2 separate regions of the Macaca mulatta genome follow, and region 1 is linked to region 2. The links are chromatin contacts, called in public Hi-C maps. All regions are on one chromosome and are shown on one strand. Each heading gives the region's core, a stretch centred on a gene start, on an enhancer-like site or on the middle of the called end of the contact. The rest is flanking DNA. Distances are from core to core; before and after follow the strand shown.

Region 1 (5,542 bases), core at 1,538-4,037, 39 kb after region 2:
AGACAAGTTACAGTGTGTTTTGTGCAACATAAGATGGAAAAGCAGCAAAGAAGCATCTTTAGGTTAACAAGGTACCCCATAAGGATTCTGATGGGTCGTTAGTTCTCCCCCAGGCAGAAGGGAGGCAGATGCAAGGCATTGCCAGCAAAGGGAGGAGTGTGGGCAACACCCTCAAGCGCAAAATGACATCTCACTGGTAAATAGCTTAGTTTATATTCTGTAGGCAATGAAGCCTCTGACTGGTCTTAGGCAAGGATATAATTTGGTCACACTGACATTTTACAAAGACATTCTAGCTGCAAGCAAGGTGGGGAATGAATTAGGACAGACTGGAAGCAGAGAGATTAACCAGTTACAAGTCTACTGCAACAGACCAGTTAACAAATGATTCTAGTTAGATCAAGGCAGAGGCTGTGAGAAAGGAAAGGAAGGGATGAATCTGAGAGATATTTCAAAGTAAAATGGACAATATTGATATTTCATTGTCTAAGGGACAGAGAGATGTTTCATAAGCCAAGGGAAAGAGAAAGGCTTTGGTTTGAGTACCTGGGTGGAAGATGGGGTGCAAGTGAATCATTTGTTCGGGAAAAGTTGAATTAGAAGTGCTAGTCTACCCATAAGATAAATGAACAGATGTATCTAAAGTTCAGTGATCCTCTCATCCCATCTCTTCATTTCCCAAGGTGGGAATTTTCTTTTTTAAAATCATTTTTATTAAAATAATTTTTTCTCTCCTCCCCTCTCTACCAAGACCACGGTGAAAATTTTCTATTAGAGCAAGATATAGCTCCTACCATAGGTACCTCGGCAGCCCACATTCCCTCCAATTTAGGTAGGTCAAGCTGTCCAACCTGCCCCTGCATCTATCTGGTATTCCAAGCATTTTCATCCTCCTTTAATCAGAAACACAGAAAAGCATGGCTGTCTATGCAGTCAGAAAGGCCTAGCTATTGAAGTTAATAGTTGTCACTTAGAGCAAGATACTTAACTTCCTCATTGGTAAAACAAAGTTAACACCTACTTTTCATGGTTGTTGTGGAGTTTATAAATGATATATATAGAGAAAGGGTCTGACATTATCAGAAGTACTAAATACATGAGTTATTCTTATCCATGTGTCATAAAAGATCATCAGAAAGCTTCTCTGTTGTAAAGAAATGACTTTTCATTTTGTCTGTAAAACTGCTGAACACTGTTCACCACAGTATATACATTCCTTATAAGGTCCCACAGAATAAATTCCTTTTAATATAGAAACTAGAAAAATAATTTATCTTTTGAAGAATGGATTTGTTTCCTTATTAGTAAGAATTACCTTTTTTCCCTTAACTGACTAATTTTGGTCAAAATTGGGTACTCAATTACAGTAAGTACACCAACCCACTGACCAGTGTATTTGCCTGTTCTTATTATAAAGATAATAGCTACCATTTTTTAAGAAGTTACTACTTGCCAGGCGTTGTGTCAAGTGCTTTACCTTCATTATTTCACTTAATCTTCACAACAACCCGCTGAGGCATTACTGCCATTTTTCAGAGGAGTAGAAAGGGAATTATGGCTCAGAGATGTCTGGGTAGTGATTCAAATGTAGGTCTGCCTGACTCCTAACATCATTCATCTTAACCTCGACTTTATAATAGCGTTTTACATTTGACAATTTGATTGCATTGTTTTTTTGTTTGTTTGTTTGTTTTTTGTTTTTTTGAGACGGAGTATCGCTCTGTCGCCCAGGCTGGAATGCAGTGGCGCAATCTCGGCTCACTGCAAGCTCCGCCTCCCGGGTTCATGCCATTCTCCTGCCTCAGCCTCCCGAGTAGCTGGGATTATAGGAGCCCGCCACGAGGCCCGGCTAATTTTTGTATTTTTTTTTTTTTAGTAGAGACCGGGTTTCACCGTGTTAGCCAGGATGGTCTCGATCTCCCGAGCTCGTGATCCGCCCGCCTTGGCCTCCCAAAGTGCTGGGATTACAAGCGTGAGCCACCGCGCCCGGCGGCATTCAGTTTTTTTTTTTTTTTTTTTTAAGGCGGTGGGGTTCTCGTTCGACTTTCTTTACGTCTGCTATAACTGCCACGATATTACCCATTCAATAATTGAAGCAATTAGAAAACATAAAATCTCTTTTGGAAAGCAGGCGGGGTATAACAGGTAACAACAAAGTGAAATTGAGGCCCAGGGAGGGTCAGGTTTGGCGCCAGGGCCTCTGGGCCCTAAACCTGGACCTCTCCCGCCTCTGGGATTTGGATGACCCATCCCATCCCCACTCGGACGGGGGCAACCAAGGCTCACAGGGTCAGGGAACCTCCCTTCTCCCGGTGCAGATAGGAAAAATGAGGTCCTGAGAGCGGATGGGGCCTGGCCTGCCCACACCTCACTGCCAACTTGAAGGAGGGCACATCCATCTCGGGCCCTGCAGAGACCGGAGGCAGATTCCCATCGCTCCAAGGCTCATTTCCTCCACTAAGAACTAAATTCAAGTGGACCCTAAGCATACTCACCAGAAGCAGAGGGAGGCAGGAGGCGGATCTTGGACGGAAATTGGAAGTACACCGGCCAATCAGAAGAGCCTGGTTACGCTTGGGACTACCAATAGAATTTGGCAGAAGGCTCTTCGACCCGCCTCAAGGGTGCCTGTCTCACACGGAGAACGTCGCGAGATCTTCCCTCAAGCCGAACGATTGGCTGAAAGTCGGAAATTGAGAACTACGCCCGCTGTTTCTTCAGACCTCTGATTGGTCTTCTGGAGGAAAAGTCAACGAACGTCAACCGATTCCTTGGATGCCCATTGGTGGGTGGTGCGGGACTGGCGACGCGCGGGCCACAGCGCGGGCGTTCGAACTGGCGCTTGGTGGCGTTGCCATGGAGATGCGACCTGGCCGCCGCCGGTGACTCCCGGGTTGACAGGGCTCTTAAGTTGCGGGCCTTGGGGCTCACTCCCGACGGCACTGTCTTCTCCTCTTCTCAGACAGGGCAGACCGAGGAGTTTGGACCGAGGTGAGAAAGGGCGGGGAGAATAGAGGAGGGGTAGGTCTGGTCCGGAACCGTGGCGCCTGCCCTCCGACAGGGGTGCGCGTGACGTCCGCTGAGCGCGGGAGGAAACTGGCAGTTGTGAAGGAACCGGGAGTTGGCCTCTCTTGGTTCTTCCTAAAGTTCGCCTACTCTCCTACCTTTCATCCCCATATCTCTGCCTTTTCTTCAGCAATTATCTTGAATGCCACTTCTCTCACTTTGGGAGACTAAACTCTTGAGTCCCAATGTCCTCTTGCTTTTGAACCGATAACCCTGACCGTGCGGCACCTCTCTTACGGCGCTTCTGTTCGGCCTTGGGTTGTGTACTTCCGGGAAGCCCATTCTCTTCCCTTATCCCATAAAATTTTGAAGCCTTTAAGGTAAGGCAAGCATCGTTCACAATGTCTTGCATACAGTAGATTTTCAGGAAATATTTGTTGAGTTGAATTTAATTTACAAGAAATAGATTGGATTCCTCTTCATGCCCTGCCTCGTTGTCTCTCCGCTTCAGAGACAATTTTTTATTTCGAGGCTAGGGGAAGGCCACCCTAATCTTAAATGCAAAAGGACCTGAAAGTCCACAGTCCGCAGCGGGCCTTTCTACTCTTTGTGAAAGGCTAAACTTTTTTGGATTGGTTGCTACAACTCTTCCTGCATTTGTGGCTTTTAGCCTTGGTCTCCCAATAATTTTATTAGACTCCTTTTAGTCTTTGCTTAAAATAAACCATTCTGTTGCTGTATGCCGAGAGAGTTTATCTCCGTTTAGCTTCTTAGTGACCGGCAGCTATTGTCACATTTTAAGTGTGCTTTGGAAAATGTTTTAAAGCATCTTCTTTGTATTTGTATTCTACAAGTAGAGAGGCTTTGTAGTCTCTCTACTGAAGTGCATATAACAGCTGCTCAGGTGAACTCTCATCTATTCATCAGGTGTCCATGATAGAATTGCGTTCCTAAGACTGTTTCGTTGTTAACTCATGGATTATATATTGACAGTCTGATTGTTGGTGTGATTCTTCCTTATGTCAAATTCATAGCTCACTGGTGGCCTTAATAAAAGGAGTGAAAAAGTTCAGTACAGCAGCTATGTTCTTGTTACCCATTTATAAAAGTTTGAAACACTACCTTATTGCTAAACTGCAGATCTGTGATATATAGTGGAAACCCACTATATGTGGGTTGGCTTTGGCTCTGTCTCTGTCTCTAATTCACTGTGGGTGGCTTTGCAAGTCATTTAGTTCCTTTATTATTATGATTTTGGCTTTTTCTTTATTTTTTAGAGAAAAGATCTTGCTCTGTCACCCAGGCTGTAGTGCACTAGCATGATAATAGCTCACCGCAGCCTTGAACTCCTGAATTTAGCCCCTTTAGACCTCACTTTTTCCATCTGGAAAATCAAAGAATTGAATTAGATTACAATTCCTGTGGCTCTACTATCATCAAGTCAGGTAGTTGATGTCAGGTAGACCACTCGCTCTCAGCCTTCCAAAGACCAAACAGACTTTTTTCTTAGCTGCTGAAAGTGGTAGTAACCATTTATTGAGTGTTTACCCCGTACAAAGCACTGTATCCAGGGCTTTATATACATATTACATTTTTCTTAGTATAGCACATTAATGTACTGCTAAGATAGCATTTATTTAAAACTTGTGGTTTTATATTGTTAATGAAAATCTTTAGCTATTCAAAGTGTGTCCTTGGGGCAACCTAAGGTATGATCCTATCACTTTTTAGTTTAGGGGGAACCACAGTTTCTTTCTCTGGGCTGCTCTTTTGTCCTTTGTAAAGTGAGGGGCTGAACTCGTCTAGATCCCTTCCAGATCTAGTATTCTATGATGACTGATCTGTTAATCTAGTTTCCCCATAATGGCTCAGCAAACCAGTTTACAATTTGCACAGTGTAGATCCTCAACACATTTTGTTAAATAAATAATAGAGTTCTACTTCTTAAACTTTGGGTATGTGGTCATTGTATACCTCCCAAGTTACTGTCTCAAGGGTTTTGATGTTCATATCGTGTTGAATAAGAAGAGTTTTCTGTAGGTATAAACTAATAATAATAGTATAATATATTGTTGAGTGTTTATATACCAGACACTGAATTTAGCAGTTAATTTACATTATTCTGATTAACCCTCATGAAAGGAAACATTTTTTCCAAGTCAGCATTTTTTTGGTCAGTTCAATGCAGTAGCTTCCTAAATGATCTCCCTCTTTGCACTTTTACCCACCTGCTGTGATCCATTCCTCACAGAACTGGGAGAGTGAACTTTAAAGACATGTATCATAGCATATACTTTCCCCACTTAAAATCCTCTAATGACTTTCTACTTCACTTAAAAGTAAAATTTGGATACTTTTATGTGGCCCAGTACACCTTACATAATCTGGCCCCTACCTTTCCTTCCTCTTATACTATTCTCCTTCTCACCTACTATGCCAGCCAACCTGTCCATGTTTGATGGCTTGATTATGCCATGCTCATTTCCACCTTTGGGCTAATGTGCTCACGTGGAACCCTGTTCTTCCTGATTTTTAC
Region 2 (4,893 bases), core at 541-3,040:
TCCCACCCCACGAAGACCCTCCAGCTAACATTTCTTCAGTATGCCCCCAAACTTAGATGCCCTCCCACTCATCAAAGGACCCAGGATCCTTCCTTCCACAGTCAAAGCCGTATCCCTACACCCAAAGCTCTTGATCTTTGCTTCCAGGAGTCCCTATCACAGCCTCCCAAAAGCCTCTCTGTGCTCAGACACCCTTGCTGCAAAGGTGTGTCCCCCATTCCAAGTCCAACTGGTGAAAACATAATTTTGAAGGGTCTCATGACCACGAAATTTCAAGTTGCAAAACAAAGCCCTGTTTCTCTGCCCCTCAGGGAGCGAGAGGGGCCATTCTAAAATCTCTGGGATCTTCAGTATTTTCCTTTCTGCATCAATTGATATGAAACCAGCTAGGTCCAGTGGCTCACACCTGTAATCCCAGCACTGTGGGAGGCTGAGGCAGGAAGATCACTTGAGCCCAGGAATTCGATAACAGCCTGGGGCAACATAAGGAGACCCCTTCTCTACAAAAAGTTTAAAAATTAGCAGGGTATGGTGGCACGTACATGTGGTCCCAGTTACTCAGGAGGCTGAGGTAGGAGGGGATAGCTTGAACCAAGGACACTGAGGCTGCAGCGAGCTATGTTCGCGCCACTGCACTCCAGCCTGGGGGACAGAGCGAGACCCTCTCTCAAAAAAATAAAATATGACCCGACGTGGTGGCCCATGCTTGTAATCCCAGCACTTTGGGAGGCTGAGGCAGGTAGATCACCTGAGGTCAGGAGTTTGAGACCAGCCTGACCAACATGGTGAAACCCCGTCTTTACTAAAAATGCAAAATTAGCTGGGTGTGGTGGCACGTGCCTGTAATTCCAGTTACTTGGGAGGCTGAGGCAGGAGAATTGCTTGAACCCGGAAGGCAGAGGTTACAGCGAGCAGAGATCGTGCCATTGCACTCCAGCCTGGGCAACAAGAACGACACTCAACAATAAATAAATATAAAAATAAAATAAAAAAGAAATAAAACCTCAGAGTCTTGCCCAGCCCCCCGGGGAGAAGGGCATGGCGGGGCACGCCCACTTTTCCGCAGCTTGGGCGTTTCTAACTAGAGGCTGTAACTTAGGAGGAGGGGCTGGACCCTATAAATAACTAGTCTAGGGGTGGCGGTTGGGGAGGCGAGTGACATTGCAAAATGCCGAGCAGAAACCGGTCTTCTCAGTCCCTGACCTCGGACACCGCTGGTTTGGTCCGGTGGGAACCGACAGCTTGGGCTCCCGGCAGGTTGGAACTACAGCTCCCTCCGTGGGGCCCTTGATTGGAAGCACCCTGCATTGGGCGCTAAGATAATCGCGGAATTCCGCCACCACTTTTCCACATGGAAAACTGAGGGCTTGTGAGAGCGTTATACCGATATGGCCTCCACCTGCCCAAATCAGGAAAAAAGGAATTCCAATGGCGAGCCCTGCTCCTTTACCCTGCAGCTCTCTCCCTCTCATTCTCATTTCAAACCTAGCCTAGAGGTGCAAGAACCCCAACCTTCCGCAGCTGCTCCTTTCTGCAGAACTACATGTCCCAGCAGGCCTGGGGTCGAGCCCAGCCCGCTTGCGGTTAAGCAGTGGCCCAGCAGGGGCGGGCCCGCCGGCGGGAGTCGGAGACTCGGGACGCAGGACTGAGCAAGCCCGAAATGCCAGGGGCAGAGCACAGAGCAGTGGCAGGAAGGTGGGGCTGAGGGGCGGGGCCTCAGGTCCGCCTGATAACCTGGGAGGAGGGGTCGAACGTCAAGGGCAGGGCTGGACTCTGAGGCCCGAGGCGAGACTGGATGACTGGGGCGTGGCCGAGGAGCCCCAGGGCGGGGCCCGAGGAGGGGCTCAGCTGTACCCTGCCAGGCAGAGCCCCGCGCGGCGCGGTGGCAGCTTCACTCTGGTTCAAGCGCAGGGGATCGGCGGGAAGCTCCTTCACCCCCGGTTCTGCCGGGCTGTAACTGCAATGGGTGAGCCCAGCGGGAGGGCTGTGGGAGGCGGGGGGCTGCTGAAGGAGCACGATTCCTGAACTTTCGCTCCCACCGATGAATGGGTGGAGCGAGCCTGAACACCTGGGCCCATTTCACGGCCGCATTCCCGCCAGGCGACAGGTCCCTTGACCTCGGTCGGCCCCTCGGACAGTATAGCCTTCGGGCGGGCTGCTCGGGTGGCTGTGCAGTATTCCAGGCTGTGTAAGCAGTCACTCGATCCCCGCGGATCCCGTCGCCGGGCAGGAGAGGGAGATGGGCCGGATCGAGTTGCCTTTGATATTTCCATCCCCCCTCTGGGAACTGAGTTCAACTAACGATTCTACTTGGAATGGATTCCCCTCAGCTGAGCCGGGCGTGGCCCTCCCCCTTAGACCAGACTAGCCGTGGCAGCCAAGACTGAGGTTGAGGGTCCAGTGGGGAAAGACTCAGCGGGCAGAGCCCAGGGAGGCCCACCCTGCAGACTCCACCTGCTAGCACTAGCCTTGGGTTGACTAGATGGCGGAGGCAGCAGATTAGAGGTCTCTGGCACCACTGTTAACACCAGAACCACAGACTTCCTCCCCCAAAGTCCCGGTACCAGATGCCATTAAAATTGCCCTCTCTGCTGCCCCTAAGAGGCTCTCGTGGTCGGCATGGAGCAAGCAGCAGCACCAGCCCTTGGAAAGACAGGCCTCACCATGCCCATCTGATGGAAGCCGGTCCCACCAGCTCAGCCCCAGGGCTCCTTTCTGCTACTGCATTCAGGCAGCCAGGTCAGATCATTATCTCCCATCTCCTAAAACTTAACACTGTGGGGAGCTGAGCTGGGATTTTAGATCCAGGCAGCCTTGCTACCTGGCTAACTTCAGACAAGTTCCTTTTTCTGTTTGGGCCACGTTTCCTCATCTGTAAAATGGTCACTGTACTATGTCTGCTGTTCCACATTGTTGATAGAACTGGATGCTGTGGTGGCATTTGGGACACTATCATGGTGCCTGGGGTGGGTGGGTGCCCAGGCCTGTGGGCTTCTGTCTTTCATCAAAGAACGTCAGATTCCAGAAAATTAAGATTCTCAAAACCTAACTATTGGAAAGGCTTTTGAATCCACCTTGGTGGCCTCTTCCTGCCTCCAGGCCTCATGAGATAGGCTGACTTCATATGAAAGTTTTGAGGATGAGGAAGTCTCTCTCCTCTTCAGATACTGACCCCCTCTCTCCTTATTTCCTTGGTGCCCAGAATGGGGCTTTGGTTATCTTGAATGAATGAATATAAACTCACAGGTATGATCTGAACCACCTAAGGCCTTCTTTGGGTTCTGCTCAGCTTGAGGGCATCAGCTAAAGGCCACTGGCTGCATTTTCCAGGAGGGGTTTTCTAAGCTGTATCTATACAGGAATGGGGAGGAAAGCTAAGTCGTTGTAGACTGAGAGAAAGGGAATAAGAGTCTGTTCCAGACAAGCTTAGGCAGCTGGGGGCAGAGGGCACTGAGAATGAGGCCCTGAGCTAGCACCATGTGGGGAGTGCCTATGGGAGGAGCTGTGTATTGACATGTAGGATCAAATTCTGCTCTACACCTTACATTCTTGCATGGGGGATGTGAAAAACCTGAGTAGTTCCGGCATCCCCTTGGAAGTCCCTGGGGACTTAGAGACAGACACTGGCATCTGGGAGGAGGCTAATTATTATTTGCCAGTCTCTTTCTCTTCCTCTGAGCTGGAGCAGTTGGGCAACCAACTGTCTGGCTGTGTGTATGCAAGTATGTGCACCTGGGTGGTGCTATTTCTTTGTTGGACTCTGCTCTGAAGCCTGAGACAGGAACGGTCAGTGGCCTTGAGTGGCAGAGTAGGACACAATTCTTCCCCTGAGCCTGTGTTTCCCTGCAGTCATATCTGTTTTTGTTGTTGTTGTTGTTGTTTGTTTTTTGTTTTGTTTTGTTTTGTTTTGTCACCCAGGCTGGAGTGCAGTGGCACAATCTCGGCTTACTGCAGCCTCGACCTCCTGGGCTCAAGTGATCCTCCCACCTCAGCCCCCCAAGTAGCTGGAACTACAGGTGCGCAACACCATGCCCGGCTATTTTTATTTTTTTTATTTTTGGTAGAGACAGGGTTTCACCATGTTGCTCAGGCTGGTCTCAAACTCCTGAGCTCAAGCGATCCACCCTCCTTGGCCTCCCAAAGTGCTAGGATTACAGGCACGAGGACCATGCATGGCCTCATATCTGGATGTTTAGCATATAGTATGTCAGAGTTTATGTGTGTTAGTGGTAGTGGTGGGTGTCCGATCCCTGGAAAGCAGGTAGGTGGAGGAGGTGCATTGGCCGAAGCTAGGTGGGTGAAATCTCCTGAAGCAGGTGGCCTAAAGGATTTAGGCTGGGGAAGGAATGAGCTTGGTAATCACAAGATAGGACTGGCTGGAAATGGAATCAGAACAGTAGCTGAGAACACATCATGCCTCCAATGCAAAGCACTTTTAAATTTCATCATGGAAGTAATGAGCAGCTCTTGAAGCTAGGGATAGACATAGTTTGACAAGTGCTGTAGAAAGATCACTATGGTTGCTGTGATCAGAAGGCACTGGTGAGAAAGAGGCAGAGAGGCCTGTTGGGGGAAGCGTTCAGTAATACAGGGGAAAAGTGACAGCGCCCAAACTATGACAGAAACAGGACAGTGGGTGAAACAGAGCTAGGAAGTAGCTGGCCCACAGATGTGGTGCCAGGAGCAGAGCAGGAAGGCAGGCAGGGAAATGGATTTGGTGATGGATGGCTGACAGCAGGGTGAGTTTGAGGGCAAAGAGAAGCAGATGTGAGAAACAACTGGCCCCCATGCCAGGCTCCTGCCCCAGGCCCTAATGTCTGAACCCAACTCTACCTCCCTCCAAACCAGGCCCTGGGACTAAGTCTGGCTTTGGGTGTCTTCTTTAATCTCCAG

What was found. Hi-C and Micro-C count contacts between places; a contact is called where the count stands out from the background.
Region 1: a Hi-C map of fetal cortex germinal zone shows a contact between it and region 2, with 4 times the contacts expected there. The contact joins the promoter of KIF24 here to the promoter of MYORG in region 2. A contact is called at or near these places in 7 of 14 Hi-C or Micro-C datasets (CD4 T cells, blood, cortical neurons and 4 more).

Annotation. Positions count from the first base shown.
Region 1 is chr15:65,352,469-65,358,010 of T2T-MMU8v2.0, forward strand. It overlaps KIF24 (kinesin family member 24), which reads left to right and starts at 2,788. Exons shown (of 13, transcript XM_077965807.1): 1 at 2,788-2,991. It also overlaps a transcript of NUDT2 not described here.
Region 2 is chr15:65,314,932-65,319,824 of T2T-MMU8v2.0, forward strand. MYORG (myogenesis regulating glycosidase) reads left to right here and starts at 1,791. Exons shown (of 2, transcript NM_001194089.3): 1 at 1,791-1,966. LOC144334657 (a long non-coding RNA gene) reads right to left here. Exons shown (of 3, transcript XR_013404768.1): 3 at 4,020-4,893.